Linked DNA regions of Mus musculus: regions 2, 3 and 4 are each linked to region 1. Evidence: chromatin contacts called from public Hi-C, Micro-C and promoter capture Hi-C data. All regions are on one chromosome and are shown on one strand. Each heading gives the region's core, a stretch centred on a gene start, on an enhancer-like site or on the middle of the called end of the contact. The rest is flanking DNA. Distances are from core to core; before and after follow the strand shown.

Evidence for each region. A called contact is a pair of places that touch in the nucleus more often than the background predicts. Capture Hi-C pulls out chosen DNA fragments and counts their contacts.
Region 2: a contact with region 1 is called in a promoter capture Hi-C map of liver. The contact joins the promoter of Ube4b here to the promoter of Pik3cd in region 1. A contact is called at or near these places in 2 of 39 promoter capture datasets (hippocampal neurons and pre-B cells) and 2 of 9 other capture datasets (liver and pancreatic islet).
Region 3: a contact with region 1 is called in a Hi-C map of regulatory T cells, with 1.6 times the contacts expected there. The contact joins the enhancer-like site here to the promoter of Pik3cd in region 1. A contact is called at or near these places in 3 of 484 Hi-C or Micro-C datasets (CD8 T cells, embryonic stem cells and regulatory T cells) and 2 of 115 datasets of contacts at active chromatin or transcription factors (large pre-B cells and memory CD8 T cells).
Region 4: a contact with region 1 is called in a Micro-C map of the G1E-ER4 cell line, with 8 times the contacts expected there. The contact joins the enhancer-like site here to the promoter of Pik3cd in region 1. A contact is called at or near these places in 3 of 484 Hi-C or Micro-C datasets (the G1E-ER4 cell line and embryonic stem cells), 1 of 115 datasets of contacts at active chromatin or transcription factors (embryonic stem cells) and 1 of 9 other capture datasets (adipose tissue).

Annotation. Positions count from the first base shown.
Region 1 is chr4:149,661,904-149,664,694 of GRCm38.p6, reverse strand. Pik3cd (phosphatidylinositol-4,5-bisphosphate 3-kinase catalytic subunit delta) reads left to right here and starts at 1,379. Exons shown (of 22, transcript NM_001164052.1): 1 at 1,379-1,551. The coding sequence starts at 1,411.
Region 2 is chr4:149,425,230-149,428,020 of GRCm38.p6, reverse strand. Ube4b (ubiquitination factor E4B) reads left to right here and starts at 1,390. Exons shown (of 27, transcript NM_022022.3): 1 at 1,390-2,139. The coding sequence starts at 2,116.
Region 3 is chr4:149,848,984-149,851,774 of GRCm38.p6, reverse strand. No RefSeq gene overlaps it. Among named protein-coding and RNA genes, the nearest start is that of Gm13070, 52 kb to the left of the region's middle. Within about 2 kb of position 1,439, at least 15 of the 459 cell types and tissues checked have an H3K27ac peak or open chromatin away from gene starts, as enhancers often do. A contact at or near this core is called in regulatory T cells, where this site is marked.
Region 4 is chr4:149,797,534-149,800,324 of GRCm38.p6, reverse strand. Gm42354 (a long non-coding RNA gene) reads right to left here. Exons shown (of 3, transcript XR_881588.1): 2 at 1-13. Among named protein-coding and RNA genes, the nearest start is that of Gm42354, 8.2 kb to the right of the region's middle. Within about 2 kb of position 1,429, at least 53 of the 459 cell types and tissues checked have an H3K27ac peak or open chromatin away from gene starts, as enhancers often do. A contact at or near this core is called in the G1E-ER4 cell line, adipose tissue and embryonic stem cells, where this site is marked.

The sequences.
Region 1 (2,791 bases), core at 130-2,629:
TGTGTGTTGGTAAGTACTCTACCAACTGACCCACACACCCTCAGCCTAGAATTCTGGTTTTTTTTAAAGAATTAAAATAGGGCAGGCACAGTGGTGCACTCCTTTAATCCCAGCATTTGGGAGGTTGAGGTTTCACAGAGTTTGAGGCCAACCTGGCCTACATAGTAGAGACTCTATTTCAAAAACAAAACCAAAAAACTAATCAAAATAATAAAGCATAAAGTAGACAAATTTGATTATATGAACATTAAAGCTTCTTTCAGCACTAAATGGGAAATCTGTGTGCCCCCCCCCCCTGTCTCCCCCTCCTCCAAGTCTGTGCAGTTGGGGGAGGGGGGGAGGGGGAGGGGGGGAGGCAGAAAGAATGCGGAAGCCCAAGGCTGGTGAGGAGGGTTGCAAGCAAGTGATGTTTTCTTGATATGATGTGGCTGTTGCATCCAGGGACTCACAGAGGCAGTAGGCTCCTTGCAAAGGACCTACCTGCACAAGCCTGGGTCTGTGGGTGTCCCACAGCTCGGCTCTGAAGAGTCACTAGGCAGGCAGGTTTTCAAAGCTCACTGAAAATACTAGGAATTGCTCATGAACGCACACTAGTAATAAGAGTATGAAAACATGCCTACAGTTGATTAAGTGGCTAGATTCCAGGTTGCAGTGACCTGGAAGGGGGAAGCTGGTGGCGACGGGGAGGGATTTGGTGACTGGGAGTGTGGGTGGTGAACACACCCTGTGTCCTGTGATCTGTTATGTTTTGTTATTGCTGTGGTGCTGTGGAGGGGGCAAGGGGTGGCTGAGGGTTGGCATGACCGATATCGTAACTCCTTAGATAAAGTCATGTATTCTTTCTCCGTGCGTGCGTGCGTGCGTGCGTGCGTGCGTGCGTGCGTGAGAGAGAGAGAGAGAGAGAGAGAGAGAGAGAGAGATCTCACGGTCATCAAGCTGGTTTTGAACTTACTATATAACCGAGGCTGGCTTTGCTCTCCTCCTGATCAGCCCCCTTCACCTCCCAACTATTGGAATTGTAAGCAGGTGCCACTGTGCTGTGGCCAGCTCGTCAGCGCTGGTTTTAAGCTAATTGGTCTCTGGCCAGAACATTTTTAAGAACTGAAGAGTTTTATCTTTGGTTTTCAAGCATCTACCTGTTCTTGTTTCCCACTGTGGGTCACCTGTCGGCCACAGTGCGGTCTTTTGGCCTATGGCATGTCCACCTGTAATAAGAAGCACCTCGGCCTATAGGGTGGCTTAAATTGGTGGGAGTCACAAGCCACCTAGGCAGGATGCTGCCTCATGTGTAGCAAGCTTTGCATGTCCTCCTGTGGCCCAGATCTGGCCGTCCCATTGGCCAAAGCCTTAGTTCATCATGCCTTTGCCTTTCCCACAGGAAAACAGACCTCAGAGAAGTAACACAACAGGATGCCCCCTGGGGTGGACTGCCCCATGGAGTTCTGGACCAAAGAGGAGAGCCAGAGCGTGGTTGTTGACTTCTTGCTGCCCACAGGGGTCTACTTGAACTTCCCCGTGTCCCGCAATGCCAACCTCAGCACCATCAAGCAGGTAGAGCCATGGCCGCTTCTCACACCTTGATGCTCAGGGAGACACTGTTCACAGACACAGAATTTCAGGGCAAAAACTGTGTGTGGGAACTGACCAGAGGCAGGCAGCCTTGGCTGCCATTTCTCAGGAGCAGGGCACCTTATTTTCCTTTCCCCCTCCCCTCCCCTCCCCTCCCCCTCCCGTCCCCCTCCTGTCTCCTCCTCCTCCTCCTTCTCCTCCTCCTCCTCCTTCTTCTTCTTCTCTCTCTCTCTCTCTCTCTCTCTCTCTCTCTCTCTCTCTCTCTCTCTCTCTCTCGATATAGGATCTCACTGGAGTAGGCTATACTATCTGGCCAGCAAGTCAACCTTTCTCCACCTCTTCCATACTGGGATTGCAAAAGAGTGCTATTATCCCCAGCCACTTGTTTTGTTTATAATTTACTTATTTTTATTTCATGCATATAGGTATCCACCATATGTGTGTCTGGTGTGCAACAGGGGCCACAATAGGGCTTTGGGTCCCCTGAAACCAGAGTTACAGATGGCTTTGAGCCACCATATTCTGCCGAGAATTGAACAGAGGCAGCCAGTGCTCTTAACTGCTGTGTCATCTGTCCAGTCCCCCTCTGCCTCTAAAATGTGGATTCCGAGGAACTGACTCTGTCCTGATGCTTACAAAGCACATGTCCTACCCGCTGAGCGCTTACCCTCAGCTCTTACCCTCAGCCCTTAGATGTGAAGTCTACAAGATACAATTTCTAAGAATTGTCTCAAAACCTGTGGTTTAAACTCCACTTATCATTCCAAAGTCAGCTTCCCCTTTAACAGTATGCATTTCCCTTTACTAGATTGCTAGATTGCGAGCCAGCTTTGGGGCTGCCTCTGGCTGGGCTCGCATCCCGCTCATGACTGGGCGGTCATTTTCGGAACCACTCTGTCCACAGAGCAAGGGCCTTGCAAGCCAACTCGTCTTTAGAGTTGTCACCCCGGCAGTAAACACCATTGTTAGAAAGAGGTTTGGGGTTTGCTGAATCATTTTCAGGGTGATTTACTGAGTGAGCATCGCACACATCTGGATGGCATTTGGTGGTTTCTGTCTATGACTTAGACAGGGCTCTGCAACCCACTAAGTGTGGGATCTACTGGATTGTGTTTTGAGCGGGCGAAGGATGAGACCTTACCTCGGAATTTTAAAAGCCATAAATGGAAATAGGAAAACCAACTGCAGGAACAAGAATCATCTTTGTGCCCACCCTAGATTT
Region 2 (2,791 bases), core at 141-2,640, 240 kb after region 1:
AAATGTTCTGAAATTAAAGAGCAATGATGTTAAAGAACTCTCACTACCCTAAAGCCATTGTATACTTTACTTGTGTGATTTAATCTGAGGCTACATGGCAATTATCATGTTTTCAGAAAAACAATGTAATTGACATCAGTGTAACTAGGGGTGCAAAATGGCTTACACAGAATTCATTTCCTGGAAAGTAGAATGCAGTCCTGAAAAGCCTGCAGCGATTTAATTTTACTCACAGACTCTTTGCATATCTAATAGTCATGTTCCCATTTTTAGCATGTAGCAAACAAATTGTAACTATTTTAGTCACTTCTTGTCCCCTTGGATAAGATCAACTGTAACTCTTTTAAACAGGAGTGGAATGTTTAAGATTATAGTTCAGCTAAGAGTAGCCGGTAATGAACCCTAGCACTTGGGAGGCAGAGGCAGGCAGATCTCTGTGAGTTCCAGGCCAGCGAGACCCTGTTTCAAATACATACATGTATACACATATACATACATTAATGTTATAGTTGGGTAATCTGTGATGGTGGTGCATACCCCAGCGTTCAGGCAGGATTTCAAATTTGGGGCTATCTGAAATACATAGCAAGATTCTGTCTCAAGAACAATTAAGAACGAGATGATTATGGCTTTTGTAAGCCATACGATATATACTTTGTGGCAAAATCTGGATTTTCACGGTTCTGTTAGATTTTTCAATTTGTATTTATACATTGATTGTAAAGTAAGTTTTTGTTGTCCGGCCGAGCTGGCATTACAAAGGGTTAGTTACTAAGTCATTGTTCAATACATTTCTCAATAATTTGAGTCTCTACACCCTTAAAGCAGAGCACCTCTCTAAAAGAACAAGGTAAAATAAAATTAAGATCCTGTTAGTTTTCTTCCATGGGTTTTCCTGGGGGAGGAAAAGAGTGGGACAAGGTATTTGCAGGATGGTGCTAAATGCTCCCTGCAGAAAGCAAATGTGTTTCCGATTCCTCAGTTCTTCTAATGTCTGTAGCCGGCTTGCAGCATCCTGGAGGATTTCCAAGTCACTCCACAGCAGGATCCACATGGGAACAAACTAGCACCGCAGAAACCCAAGGCGCAGGGGAGAGCCCGTGGAAGGGCCATATTCGGATTGGCACATCCTGCCCTCAGCAATTCTACCTGGGCCCCGCCCACCGCGCCCCTCGCCTCCGCTCAGTCTCCATGGTGACTGTCCGCCCCGCCTCCTCCTCGTCTCCTCTTAGCAGCCCCTCTCGCCCCTCCCCCCGCCTGGCGCCGCTCAGGGAAGAGGGGGTGGGGCAGGGGGCGGGGACAGGATGCAAGCGAAGAGGAAATCGGCGGCGCGACGCCCGCTGCTTATTGGCTGGCGAATCCCAGAGCGAGAAGCCCCGCCTCCCCGGCGAGGGTCACGTGACCCCTTTCAAAGATGGCCGCCCTGTTGTTTTGATGAATAATTCTTGGTGGGGCGAGGGGGTAAGAGTAGGGTTGGAGGGGTAGGAGGATTTACGCTTCCAGCGAGGGCTTCGCCAGTCCCGTCCCTCCCCTGCCCCCCACCGGGGTTCTCGCGTGGAGGCGGGGCGAGCCTGGCCTGCTTTTAGAGGGGAGGGGCTTCCCGGTCCGGTGCTGGGCTCTGCCTGGGCTGCTGTAGGGTCGCCGCGCCTCGGGGGCATCCAGTGTGCAGTGGAGCTGTTCCCGCCTGGGCCCAGGGGTGGGACCCGGAGCAGGGTCTGCGGGAGAAAAAAACGCAGCTGCCGCGTCACCGCCACGAAGACACGGCGCGCAGCGGGCACGAGCCGAGCTGGAGACCGCGCCGCCCGCCCTGGGTAACCTGGGAAGCTGAGGGGAGTCAGTGGCGCCTGGAGAGGACCCCATAGCGGTGGCCGTGGCCAGAGGCGGCAGCTCTGGGCGCTTGCTGCTGGAGGAGGCTGCGGCGGTGCGAGCGGCCGAAGCCAAGGCGATTCAGTGCCTCGTGTTCTTAGTTTTTAACCTCTGACTATGCAATTCTGAAACCTCCCCCATTGGGGGACCAGACAGCCCGATAGATACCTTCCACTCTTCCTTTGCTCCCGCCCTGGTCTCAAGAACTGAAGGATCTCTCTAACGCCTTTCACCATTAAGAGGAAAGCGATGGAGGAGCTGAGCGCTGACGAGGTGAGGAGGCTGGGGCGTGGGGGGGGGCACCTTGAAAGGATTACTTGGCAACTCTTTGGCGCTTTGGATGGGGACAGATTTTTGCCCTGGTGGTGTCGGGCTCTTGGGATTGGGGAGGCAACGGAGATGGCATTTTCAAGAATAATGAAATATAATGGAAGTAGTCATTCATCATCAGGTTGGCTGTATTGTAAGAAGCCCTTGGCTCCACTTTGGGCTACCGTCTCAGTATGTTTACTCGATCACTAAAATTCTCCAGAGATAGAGAATGCAAGAGGGTCTCTCGTTTTATTCTCCTTTATTCTCTCTCGTTTCTTCATTCGGAACTCCACTCGCTTTTCTTTCTTTTAGGGTCTGAAGACGGGGGTGGGGTGGTGAGGAGCATCTTGAAGGTGTTCAATCTTTTTAAAAGGGTGTTCGAGAAAGAGGGGCGCGATTTAGATCGTGGTATATTGTGTGTGTCTGCGTCGTCGGGGGTTTTAAAGAACAATTTTGCATAAAATCATGATGTTTAATGGCAGTTTTAAAGGGAAGGATTTGAAATCCCAGATACATGTGACCATTTCATTGTAATAAATTATCAAAGGTACCTTTGTGTTTGAGAGGTAGTTACAGATTCCTTGAGATTTAACATTAACAAAGTGTATATACT
Region 3 (2,791 bases), core at 190-2,689, 190 kb before region 1:
CTAGTTCCTCCTCCTCCCTCACTTGTTGGCTCTATCCCTGACCTCTGACCTCTGACCTCTGACCTCTGACTGGAGCTGGTGTAGCACATATCAGACAGGCACTGGCCACTTGCTTCTCCGTTCATTCGCATGACGGCGTCATCCACTTTGTCGGGTGTAAAGTCACCATTTTTATATGATGACTTATCTGTGTCTCTCCAGCCTAGGATGCTACTTTGTCTCAGAGAATGGCCTATCCATTCTTCCAGCTTTCCAGACTACCAACTCCAATGGCGCCTTCATCCCACCCCACATTTGCTGGCAGACTCTATTGACTTTTTTTCTTCAAAAGAGATACAGAAGTAGAATTAAGTGGTGGAGAGAGATGTCTCCTAAATCCCAGCGGGCTTGCCTGGCTTACAACTTGGGTGCTCTGCAGGAAGGCTGAGTCTGTCTCTTTAAGGCATGGAGCATCTGGCCGTAGCTGTGTGGTACCCTTCTGTGGCCTCCTGGTCTTCTGTCCCCAAACTGAATACTTCTTCCTCTTCCAAAATAGTTTTCTTCTCTTAATGGTGCTTTTGAGGAATATCCTTGTACATGAATCTTTCCCAACTTGTCTGTAGATATATTTCTATAAATGAAACTTCTGGGAAAAAGAGTTTCCTAATTATCTTCCAGAGAGGGCGTTCTGGGGTGCAAGCCCACAAGCAATTTACAAGATCGCCTGCTGTCTTCTCCGCCCCAGCAACTCCAGGAATTTTCCTCCTTTTAATCTTTGCCAATCTGATAAGGGGAAACGATTATCTCACTGTTGCTTTAATTTGCATTTCTTTGATTACGAGGGAGATTGGACTCCTCTCCAGACTCTCCCTACACTTCTTCAGTCAGGTTTTGGAGCTAAACTCGGGGGCCTTACGCGTATTCCCGTTCAGTTTTATCTCACTGGGATTAACCGAGCATTCCTTTCTCTTGAGATAATTTTGGATCCCAATGTTGCAATTCCAACAGATTGGCCATCCTTCCCCGTCTGGGGCTATTTGCACAGTCGATAAGAAGCTATCTTTGGCCTCATCCAAGTTGTTGATAGAATGCTAAGGAGATTAAAGCCAAGGACAGAATTTCTTGGCATGCCACAAGAGAATTCTTTGGAATGACACTGTCCTATCTATTGGATCCCATATCACCATGCCCTAGAATTTTAGTGGTATAAAGAAGCCTTTACCTGGGACATAGGACATGGGCACAAATTCTAGTTCTGGCCCTTTTTAGCTGTGCAAAACAGTGTTTCCTTCCTTAGAGATACGCCTCGAGCTTCAGTAGGCTTTCGTCACTGTGTTTTGGTCCATCAGAGTTTCAAAAAAAAAAGTAGAAAAACCACCGTGAGCAGCTTGGATGCTCGCTGCACTCATTTTGTTTCCTAAAACTTTCAAAGGCATTCGTTAGGGAGTCAAAGTCACCTTCCTATATACCAGCCAAGCATGGGCGTGACCTCTTGCTACAGAATTCTGCCTAGAATCAACCCTAGACGTCACTGGTCTCACTCGAGATCTTAAAATCTCAGTTTGTGAGGATGTGGCTCAGTTGATAGAGTGCTCAGCTAGCATGCAGGAGGCCCTGGGTTTAATTCACAAGGCACACATTCTCAGAACTGGGGCGGCAGAGGCAGGAGGTGGAGGCAGGTTTATTGTCAGCTGTAGATGTGCTGGCTCCATTATGGCCCAAGCTATAGTCATCTAAGAGAAGGGCACTTTAATTGAGAAGATGCCTCCATAAGAACAGGCTGTAAGCAAACCTTGGAGCATTTTCTTAGTGGCTGATGAGCCAGCCCACTGTGGGCGGTGCCATCCCTAGGCTGGTGGGTCTGGATACAGTAAGAAAACAGATTGAGTAAGCCAGTAAGCAGCACCCCTCCATGGCCTCTGCATCAGCGTCTGCCTCCAGGTTCTTGCTCTTGTTTGAATTCCTGCCCTGTCTTCCTTCAATGATGGACTACAATGTGTGCCACATAAACCCTCCCCTCCTGAAATTACTTTGGTCATCATGACAATAGCAACCCTGACAAAGACAGCAGAGTTCAGGAACAACCTGAGATATATGAAATCCTGCCTCAAAAAAAAAAAATCACATAAATCCAGCTTGTTGCCTCTGGGCTTCATGGCTCATCACAGCACCCTGATGTATCAGAGGTGCTCAGGATCCCCTGTCAAAGCTTGTCTGTCCTAAGCTCCCTTTCAAGTCATGCATGAGAAAGCCTCTGGGTAGACCTCCTATCTTTCAGGCTCAGACGGGACAGTGTGATAGGAGAAAGGTTCAGAAGAAAACGGGAGTAGTGGTTCACTCTTGTAATGCCGGCACTTGAGAGGCTGAAACACAGTTGCTGTAAGTTCAAGACCAGCCTGGCTCTGTCAAATGGTTTCATCTGAGAACGAGAAAAGTGTTTTCAAGGCCAACAAACAGCAGCAACTGAAACCATGAGAAGCCAAGACAAAACAGCTTCCACAGCCCTGCAAGAGAAAGTGTCAGCCTACCCAAGGATATCACCCCAAGCACGTTACACCCTGAGTCACTTCAGAATCGAGGCCAGACACGATTATTCCCAGGAAAGAACAGATGTTCACTCCATGTAACAGACAAGAACGAAAGGGGACATTGGGTCCCCATTTAACTGATATGATGACAGGATCACCCTGATCTCTTGGCTTCTTTTTTTTTTTTTTTTTTAGATTACTTATTTCTATTTTATGTATATCAGGGTTTTGCCTGAATAAATGAATGTGCTCTGTGTGCATGCTTGGTGCCCACAGAAGCCAAA
Region 4 (2,791 bases), core at 180-2,679, 140 kb before region 1:
CTGTCCTCAGACCCTGCAGTGTTGTGGAAAGAGATATGAATGAGTCACAGAGGAGTCAAGGTCAGATCCGAGAGGCAGGGAAGTACAGCAGCCAATCCCAGCGCCCTTTAGCGGCTATCCTGTGCGGCTACCCAGGATGCTGCTTGCAGCTTCGATGACCTCTCCCTGGCTCCGGCGCTGATGCCAGTCAGAGCTTCCCCGCTTTCCCTTCCTTTCCATTGTAAACACATCAACGGCTGACCACTGCCCGAGACCAGTCATCACTATTCAGTTTAAAAACCCCCTGAGAGACCATGGAACCGGCTCCGTCAATGCAGCGCCTGCGGCCCAGCACGAGGACTTGCGTTCTGATGACCAATGTCCTTGTGAACACATCGGTCATGTGATGCACATCTAGAGTCCCAGGACTGCCAGAGGTCTGGTACCCGTGGACTTCTGGAACTCACTGGCAAGTCAGCCTAACAAAGTTACTAAACTTCCATGAGAGAATCTGTCTCAAAAATATGAAGACTGAGTGAAAAAAAAAAAAAACATGTACTCTTAATTTCTGCCTTCTACACACACAAACACACACACACACACTTCCCTCTGAGGCTAAGGAAAGACAGCTGCACCTGGCCCAGCCAGCTCTCCTCAGAGCTGAGAGGTCAAAAGTCTGACATTTTTTGGACCCCACACAAAAAAATTAATTCCTAGACTGGAGAGAGACTCAGCAGTTAGAACACATGGTAGGTTTACTGTTTGGTTCCCAGCACCTATAGGAATGACTCATGACCACCCGTAATGCCAGCTCTGAGAAATCTGCCCTCTTCTGGCCTCTAAGTTACCTGCATTGTGCTTTTGTGCGTGCATGCACCCCACACCCCCACACCCACCCATGCACTCAAAAATTTAAAAATAATAAATATTTTTAAAAGTTTCAACTGTATTATAAAGTCTGCCTGGGTGGTCTTTATGAAAAATAGTTCGTGATTTCTTTTGTAGAAGAGCCCCCACCCCCACCCCCCACCCGTAAATGGGAAAATCCTGGCACCATCTTGAGACGGTGCTGAAAGGCGCTTTCTCTGAGGACTTCCTTCTGACTTGTAAATTAAGAACAAAGCTCCATTCTGCCCCTGTCTAAAGAAGGACACAGTTAGGGGCAGATGTTTTAAGGGTCATCCCCCACACCATGAGCCCACGTTTGATACTCATGGTCGATATATTTGTCCCAAGGGATAGTGGGATAAAAGTCAGGCAGTGGTAAACAGATGCTGACCCATTCATTGTTTGAGCTGGGATTTGTTCAAGTGCAGATTCTCACTGAGGGGAAAGGGGCGTGGAGAGAAAAATCAGAGCATGAGACAAACAAGTCCTACCCCTGCTCAGACTCACTAACAACTAGACCTGTTGCCTAGAGTGCGTGACTGCAACAGGAACCACCCACCAACAAGAGTCCAGTGCCTCCCCCACCCCCAAGGGACTGATGGCTCCCAGGCTAGCTGGGAGGAAGGCTGGGAGCAGAGAGAGGCAGCCCCATGTGACTTCCCGGGAGCCTGTTTGTTTATTCTGGTGAGACAGGCAGACAAACTCCCAGCTGGCCTGGGAACTGTCACAAAGCTACAGTTACTTGCCTCTGACCCCTGAACTCCAGACCTGCATCTCTCTTTTCCTTTGTCATTTACCATTGTTGCTGTTGGCTTTTTGAGATGGGATCTCTCACTCACATGCAGATGGTCCCTTGTTGAAAGGAGCATGTGAGAGAAGAAGAGACAGCCGCCTAGAGCGTAAGACAGTCTATGACCTCCCAACATTACCACAGAGGACCAAAATTCCAACCACTGAGGGACACGCTCATGGCAGGGACCAGTTAACAGATGAGTTGAGGGTCACTAAATCTAGTTCTTTCCACACCCACTGGTGACAGTGAGAAGATGATACCAGGGAAGGTGCCATGCCTCACTGTGGAGGCTGCTCTACCTCAGGAGCTGTGTGGCACTTGCCTCAGATGGGCTCTGATGCTGCCAGGCTGGCTGCTTGGATCCTGTTCCTAACTCTGTAGCCGCAATAGTGTCTTCATCTGGCTGAGCCAGAGCCCTGCAGTGCTTGCTTGCAAAATTCTCTCTCTCTCTCTCTCCCTCTTTCCCTCTCCCTCTTTCCCTCTCCCTCTCCCTCTTTCCCTCTCCCTCTCCCTCTCCCTCTCCCTCTCCCTCTCCCTCTCCCTCTCCCTCTCCCTCTCCCTCTCCCTCTCCCTCTCCCTCTCCCTCTCCCTCTCCCTCTCCCTCTCCCTCTCTCTCTCCTCTGTTTGTGTGTGTGTGTGTTAGGTGGTAGGTGTCTTCCTCTCACTGTCTTCTCCTTTGAACCTAGAGCTTACCATTCATCTAGACACCATGGCCAGAAAGTTCTGCGATTGGCCTATCTCTGCCCCCCTAATCCCCAACACCCTCCTCCCAACCCAATGCAAGGATTATAGACAGGGACCATCATGCCCGGCTTTCGCATAATGTTGGGTATCTAAACTTAGGTCCCATGCTTGCCCAGTGACCATTCTACCCACTGAACCATTCCTAGTCCCTGCTTGGGTTGGTTTTTTTTTTTAACAAAACAAAACAAACAAACAAAAATCAGGGTTTTTCTTTGGCCTAGAGCCTGCCAATCATGCTAGGCTTGGCTGGCCAGCAGTCCCAGGAACCCTATCTGCACCCCCAGCACACCAGAGCACCTAGCTTTTAACCATGGGCTCTGGGGATAGAGCCCAAGTCCTCCTGCTTGCAGCAAAGGCAAGCAGTTTGCCAGCTGGGCTTTCTTGCCA